Regions from separate parts of the Macaca mulatta genome. Here region 2 is linked to region 1. The links are chromatin contacts, called in public Hi-C maps. All regions are on one chromosome and are shown on one strand. Each heading gives the region's core, a stretch centred on a gene start, on an enhancer-like site or on the middle of the called end of the contact. The rest is flanking DNA. Distances are from core to core; before and after follow the strand shown.

Region 1 (3,784 bases), core at 340-2,839:
AACGCCTGCAAATGTTCAAGGAAATAAACAGGTACCCCTGTTAAGCCTATAGGTGACTTCTCATTGCTCCCCATCTTCTCTGTACTCAGCACTTTTGTATTTTTTATTTATTTATTTTTTTGGAGACAGCATCTCTCTTTGTTGCCCAAGCTGGAGTGTAGTGGTCCAATCATGGGTCACTGCAACCTCAAAACCCTGGGCTCAAGCAATCCTCCAACCTCTTAAGTAGCTGGGACTACAGGTGCGCACCACCACACCTGGATAATTAAAAAAATTTTTTTGTTTTTTTGTAGATTCAGGGTCTTGCTATGTTTTCCAGGCTGGTCTTGAATTCCTGGTCTCAAGTAATCCTCCCTCTTTGACCTCCCAAAGTGCTGGGATTACAAGTGTGAACCACTGCACTCGCCCTGGCCCTTTTTTTGTTTGTTTGTTTGAGATAGACTCTCACTCTGTTGCCCAGGCTGCAGTGCTGTGGCATGAACTCAGCTCACTGCAACCTCCACCTCCCAGGTTCAAGTGATTCTCCTGCCTCAGCCTCCTGAGTAGCTGGGATTACAGGCATGCACCACCATGCCCAGCTAATTTTGTGTTTTTAGTAAAGATGGGGTGTCTCCATGTTGGTCAGGCTGGTCTCCAACTCCCCACCTAAGGTGATCCACCTGCCTCTGCCTCCCAAAATGCAGGCGTGAACTACCGGGCCCAGCCTGCCCTGGCACTTTTTAGCCACCCACAAATCTGGATCCTACATTGAAAAGAGACCCTGCCGGGTGCAGTGGCTCACGCCTGTAATCCCAGCACTTTGGGAGGCCGAGGCGGGCGGATCACCTGAGATCGCGAGTTCGAGACCCCCCCCCCCCCGTCCCCTACTAAAAATACAAAATTAGCTGGGCATGGTGGCGCACACCTGTAATCCCAGCTACTAGGAAGGCTGAGGCAGGAGAATTGCTTGAACTCGGGTAGCGGAGGTTGCGGTGAGTCAAGATCCCGCCACTGCACTCCAGCCTGGGCAACAAGAGCGAAACTCCGTCACAAAAACAAAAGACCTTGAGTCCCGCTTGGAACCTTTTGTCAGGCACCACCACCTTTCTGGTCGAATGCGGTAGTCCCGTCAGCTCTCCCTGCTGCTGTCCTGAAATCCATTCAGGCACAGCGGCCGAAAGCTTTATAACAACCGATTCCAGGTGTTAGGTGCTTTCCCAGCCCCGATTCGTGCGTCCTGGACCCGCAGTCCTCTGCTTAATACCTTTGCTTTATTAGAAAACGTTCTCCTCTACTCCGTTCAAGTATTCGCTGAGGACCCGCCAAGCGTCAGCGGTTGTCAGTGGCCCAGAGGCAGCGGGCGCAAACACCAGGAGAGGTGCAATCATCTCCTCTAGTGAGTCGGCGGGCGGGGCCCATACCCGGAAGCGGGTGGGCGACGCTCACCCACGTGCGCTGCGGCTTCGTTTGCCAGCATCCAAGATGGCGGCAGGACGGGGCCCAAGGCGCGGCGCGAATTGTGACGCAGGCGTCCGGCGTGCTCCGTGCGCAAGCGCCTTCGGCGGAGATTAGGTGGTTTCCGGTTCCGCCGTCCTCTTTTTCTTCAGCGAGGCGACTGAGCTGGTTGGTGGCGGCGGTCGAGGGGGTGCGCGCCGGTCCGGGGGCGGGTGGGGGCCTGCGGGAGGCCGCAGGGGCGTGGGCGGCAGAAGAGGTGGCCCTGAACCGGCTCATGCGGGCCAGTCTCGGCGGGGTGGCTGGGCAGGGCTCTCGAGGTCGCGGTTCCGAGCCCAGACCTGGGCCCAGGAGGCGAGCGCCGTTTTGGAGAGGAGCCTGCGTGCTCTGCCTGCCAGCGTGACCCCACGAGGCCTCGGGCGGGAAGGCGTCCTCTGGGCAGATCCGAGTTAATGAGAGAGGGGTATTGAGCATGTAGCGTTAACTCTGCCAGTCACTGCGTGTAAATACTTTGGAAATACTAAATTCCTCGAGCTGAGTGTTCATACTTGGCTCCGTTACTGTGTCTGTAAGGAGGGGCTGGTGGTAGCGTCTGCCTTTTAGACTCTTCTTTAGACTATTTGTATTTTTTTCAGAAGGAGTCTTGCTCTGTCGCCTAAGCTGGAGTTCTCGGCTCACTGCAACCTCCACCTCCCGGGCTCGAGCGATTTTCCTGCCTCAGCCTCCCGAGTAGCTGGGATTACAGGCGCCCGCCACCACGCCCAGCTGATTTTTTGTGTTTTTAGTAGAGACGGGGTTTCACCGTGTTGGCCAGGTTCATCTTGAACTCCTGACCTCAAATGATCCGTCTGCCTCGGCCTCCCAAAGTGCTGGGATTACAGGCTTGAGCCCCTGCACCCGGTCGATTCTTTTGCCTTTTTAAGTCAACTTTTATATGTAAACAATGCTTGGCAAGTGGTTGGTAGATACTAAGTGACGTTTGTGGTTTGGGGTCAAGGCAAGAAGTGGGGTCTGGAGAGTTTTGGCGTAATTGAGAAGGAAGCTAAGAGTGTTGGGTGCCCCAGCTTGGAGTTAGAGAGAGGAGAGAGGCTGCGACAGGAAGGCATGTGTGTTGTAGGGGATGGCTTCCCATCCAGGCTGGCAGCAGGAGCAACCTGTGGAGGAGATCAGGACGTGGCTGTGGTGGGAGAGGGTGGGACGGTTCTCAGGGAAGATGAATCTGACAAGATGATGCCAAAGGGTATTTATTCCATCAGGAGATACTGACGGGTCCTTCTGCTGCTAAGCCTAAGGAGAATAACCACAGTCTGTGTTCCTGAAGAGCGCCCATGCAGTCAGGAGGGTGGAGGACATGTGGTCCTTAGTTCCAGGACATGTGTAGACTCCAGGCCAGGGTGTGTGAGAAGCTTAGTAGGGCCAGGCTTGGAGGAGTGGAAGGAAGACAGGTACTGGGGCAGGACCAGTTGGGCTCGGTGCAGGCAAAGGGATAGCATCTGGGGTGTAGGCACCTGAGCTTGCGCCACTCAGGCATGCATTGCTCACCAGTCTCTCCTGCCTCTCTTCCTCCAGCAGACGCAAACATGCAGATCTTTGTGAAGACCCTCACGGGCAAAACCATCACCCTCGAGGTCGAGCCCAGTGACACCATTGAGAATGTCAAAGCCAAAATTCAAGACAAGGAGGGTGAGTCGGGACTGGGTGTGGGGGCTCTGGCTATGGACTGGGAATCCCTCTCTGCCCAGGGGAGTTTCAGTCCTGTGTGGGTTGGTGCTGGCTTTAGACAGACCTGTTTTGCCCTTGTTTCTCCATGTGATCTGAAGAACGTCTGTTATCTCTACCTCAGTTCGCCATTTTGAGAGACTGGGGGTAGTGCTGGAACTCCTCTGCCGGGGACACTGCCAGTAGTATGCTCCACAGAGCCTCTAACTGAGCTTTCCTCCCCCTAAGGTATCCCACCTGACCAGCAGCGTCTGATATTTGCTGGCAAACAGCTGGAAGATGGCCGCACTCTCTCAGACTACAACATCCAGAAAGGTACTAGGGTTGGGGTTGCTGGGCAGGGACCCAAGATCCCCAGGTAGGAAAAGAGCATTGATGGCTTCAGTCAGGGGTTGGGGAGCAGTTCAAATGACTTGTGTTTTGTTTAAAATAATGGGACTGGGCACAGTGGCTCACGCCTGTAATCTCGGCACTTTGGGAGGGTGAGGCGGGTGGATCACCTGAGGTCAGGAGTTCCAGACCAGCCTGGCCAATGTGGTGAAATCCCGTTTCTATTAGAAACACAAAAATTAGCTGGGTACAGTGGCTCAGGCCTGTAATCCCAGCACTTTCGGAGGCCAAGGCAGGCAGATCA
Region 2 (3,784 bases), core at 904-3,403, 360 kb after region 1:
GGCAGAGGATGCAGTGCGCTGAGATTGTGCCACTGCACTCCAGCCTAGGTGACAGAGGGAGTCTCTGTCTCCAAAAAAAAAAAAAAAAAAAAAAAAAGTATTCCTGGCCAGGCACGGTGGCTCACGCCTGTAATCACAGCACTTTGGGAGGCTGAGGCAGGCGGATCTCAAGGTCAGGAGTTAGAGACCAGCCTGGCCAACACAGTGAAACCCCATCACTAGTAAAAATACAAAAATTAGCCGGGCGTGGTGGCGGGCGCCTGTAGTCCCAGCTACTCTGGAGGCTGAGGCAGGAGAACCGCTTGAACCTGGGAGGCAGAGGTTGTGGTGAGCCAGGATCGTGCCACTGCACTTCAGCCTGGGCAACAGAGCAAGACTCCACGTCAAAAACAAAAAACAAAAATTAAACGGGTGTGGTGGTGGGCACCTGTAATCCCAGCTACTTGGGAGAAGAATTGCTTGAACCCAGGAGGAGGAGGATGCAGTGAGCTGTGATTGTGCCACTGCACTCCAGCCTGGGTGACACACAGTGAGATTATGTCGCTTGACCCTGGGAGGCGGAGGTTGCAGTGAGCCGAGATCACGCCACTGCACTCCAGCCTGGCGACACGGCTAGACTCCATCTCAAAAAAAATAAAAAAAGAAAGAAGGAAAAAGAACCAAGAAAGACGTATGGGAACAGACACATAACTCTCCCTCCCAGATAAGCACAACAAAGAGACACAGAAGCAATTCAAGCCTCTGATAAACTCTCTCACCCTGAATCCTTAAAAACTCAGTCTGTAAAAGAGTGTGCCTCTGACCCAACTCGGCCAGAAGGCGCCTCTCAGGTTTGTTTTCTCTAAAATAAACCTGTCTTGACTGGCAAGTCACCTTTCGTGTTTCTTTCCTCTTTCTTTAATTCTTACAACTTTGTCACCCAGGCTGGGGTGCCAGTGGCGCGATCTCGGTTCACTGCAACCTCCGCCTCCGGGTTCAAGCAATTCTCCTGTCTCAGCCTCCCGGTAGCTGGGATTACAGGTGCCCGCCACCACGCCCGGCTAATTTTTGTATTTTTGGTACACCCAGGGTTTCTCCATGTTGCCCAAGCTGGTCTCAAACTCCTGGGCGCATGCGATACGGCCGCCTCGGCCTCGCAAAGCGCTGGAATTAAAGGTGTTTGAGCCACTAAGCTGGGAAACTGTGTTATCATTCTGAGTCCAGCGGAATACAGTGCCCGTCCATAAAAGTGCTCAATGAAGGATGAATGAATGAATGGTTAAGCTCTGAGAGAAATAACCAGGATCGGTGGGCAGGGAAACGTCCCTCTCTGAACTCTAGGGTTCTCATCCGTAAAATGAGGATAAACAACAGTCTCCACCTCACGGGAACTGAACGTATGGCTGGACAAAAAACACTTACTGTAACTACAGTGGCATAAACACCTCCCTTACTCAAAACGCCTTCAACGGCGCAGAGCGAGCGCTGTACGAGTGAGCAGTACCGTAAACTGTTACTGCTCTGGGTTCTGTCATGGGACAGTGATTACTCCTCACTGAACTGTGAAGAAGTGCCCAAAAAACGCGAGAAGAAAAGGGAAAGTTTTTAGATGCAGAACACTGCTCGCAGCCACCAGGAAGCGTCCTCCGCCTCCGCCCCCAGCGTCCCCGCGCCCCTGCGCTGCCGCACCTTCACCCGCTGCGCCTCGTTTATGCACTGCTGGTAGCTGCCGATGTAGAAGGCGTTCTTTACGTCGAACAGCTCATCCACCTCCCCGGAGCCGCCGGACGCCGGGCCGGGGGCCGGAGGCGCCATGTCGCTGTCTTCTCACCGGCTCCTCTTCCTGAAAGACACGTCGGCCGGAAGCAAGACACCTTCACGGGCACGCTGGGAAATGTAGTTTACTTTTTCCGAGTGGCGGCGAAGTAAGCCAATGGGAAGCTCCACAATGATAAGCAAGGGGGCGGGAGACGTAAGTGCGTCACGCAGGGCATCTCGGGAATTGTAGTGTGTTTCTGCAAGCCAATGGGATCCGGGGAAACATGATAAAGATGCGGTCGAGGCTGGGAATGGGCTGAGGGAGCTGGAGAAGGTGGGACCACGCAGGAGGCAGATCCAATAAACAGGAAGAGTTTTTCTCGTGACGTCGTCGGCGCGCGCCGGAAGCGCAGATCACACGGGCCCCCACACGGCTGGTCACAGGGATGTCAGGCTTCGCGGAGCTCGGGCTGTCGTCGTGGCTAGTGGCACAATGTCGGCAGCTGGGTTTGAAGCAGCCCACGCCCGTGCAGCTCGGCTGCATTCCCGCCATCCTGGAGGGTAAGTATGGCTCGGTGCCTTCCCCAAGAGGCGTCTCCGCTCCTCTCGACCCCTTTCCCTTCTCGCAGCCTTTGCTCATTCCGGTTCCACGAGGCGAGGGGTAACCTCCGGCGTTACAGGAGATCCGGGGTTCCGGAGGCCGACTGGACAGTGTTGGCATTTAGCTTGCATGACCGACTCGCTTTATGTCCGTACACAACTGATGTAATCTCTGAAATTTTCATAGTCTCAGCACAGGGAGGGTTTGATGAATGACTAATCGATAGTATCGCAAAATCCTGCAGACCTGGTACTGCTATTTTTATTTTACAAATAGAAGTTGAGGCTGTCAAAATTGCTGGTAGATCCAGGACTCCTTGGTCCTGTGATTGCTCCTCTAGGAGCAGGTCTTCTCTCTGCTTCTCTAGCCCAACCCAGTTTGGCCATTAAAGAGAGGCCCACAGGAAGCCTAAGATGTGACAAGTCAGGGATTAAATAAACAAATGAAGGGGTCAACAGGGAGCACAAGATGCCTATGAGGGAAGGGAATTCTGGGTTCCCCAAGTTCATGTGCTCCTGGAGGGAGTTAGAATGAGGTGGTGGGAAGCTGTGGGCATCTCAGGTCAAATACATATGGGTTCCAGTCCAGCCTGCTCCTCACTGGCTGTGTGTCCTGGGCAGGTCTCTGAAACCCAGTTTTCCTTTCTGTTAAATGGAGATGATAATCCCTTCCTAGGATTTGTCCGTTGCCAGTGGAAAGTGGTCAGTATGCCCAGAATGGAAAAGGCTTACTGGCACACAGGACTTGACGCACAGTGATTGCTCACTAAACGCTTTGTAAGCTGTTGTACACTGTGCCCAGTGGAATGGCTGTCCACACATGGAGGGTATTGATGCTGCTTTGTCCTCAACCCAGGTCGAGACTGCTTGGGCTGTGCCAAGACAGGCAGTGGGAAGACAGCAGCGTTTGTCCTTCCCATCTTGCAGAAGCTTTCTGAGGATCCCTATGGCATCTTCTGCCTCGTCCTGACACCCACCAGGTGAGCCCCCAGCAGGCCTCCTGGGTATGGGTTAACCAGCTGTGTTCTCTTGGGCAAGCACCTTTCCCTCTCTGAGCGCCCTTTTCCCACGTGTGAGATGAGGATGAAAATCTTGCTACCCGCTTCTTAGGGGTCCTGCAGAATTAAACCAGATGGCCCGGGTGCAGTGGCTCACACCTGTAATCCCAGCACTTTGGGAGCTCCAGGTGAGCGGATCACTTGAGGCCAGGAGTTCGAGACCAGCCTGACCAACATGGAGAAACCCCATCCTTACTAAAAATACAAAAAAATTAGCTGGGCATGGTAGCGCATGCTTGTAATTCCTGCTACTCGGGAGGCCAAGACAGGAGAATTGCTTGAACCCAGGAGGCGGAGGTTGCGGTGAGCCGAGATCACACCATTGCACTGTAGCCTGGGCAACAAGAGCAAAACTCCATCAGAAAGAGAGAAAGAGAGAAAGGGAGGAA

The links. Hi-C and Micro-C count contacts between places; a contact is called where the count stands out from the background.
Region 2: a contact with region 1 is called in a Hi-C map of fetal cortex germinal zone, with 3 times the contacts expected there. The contact joins the promoter of DDX49 here to the promoter of UBA52 in region 1. A contact is called at or near these places in 2 of 14 Hi-C or Micro-C datasets (fetal cortex germinal zone and fetal cortical plate).

Annotation. Positions count from the first base shown.
Region 1 is chr19:19,120,935-19,124,718 of T2T-MMU8v2.0, forward strand. UBA52 (ubiquitin A-52 residue ribosomal protein fusion product 1) reads left to right here and starts at 1,590. Exons shown (of 5, transcript NM_001195756.1): 1 at 1,590-1,624; 2 at 3,001-3,114; 3 at 3,379-3,465. The coding sequence starts at 3,012.
Region 2 is chr19:19,476,219-19,480,002 of T2T-MMU8v2.0, forward strand. DDX49 (DEAD-box helicase 49) reads left to right here and starts at 2,154. Exons shown (of 13, transcript XR_013409262.1): 1 at 2,154-2,298; 2 at 3,194-3,317. COPE (COPI coat complex subunit epsilon) reads right to left here. Exons shown (of 11, transcript NM_001194660.2): 2 at 1,669-1,822. The coding sequence starts at 1,794.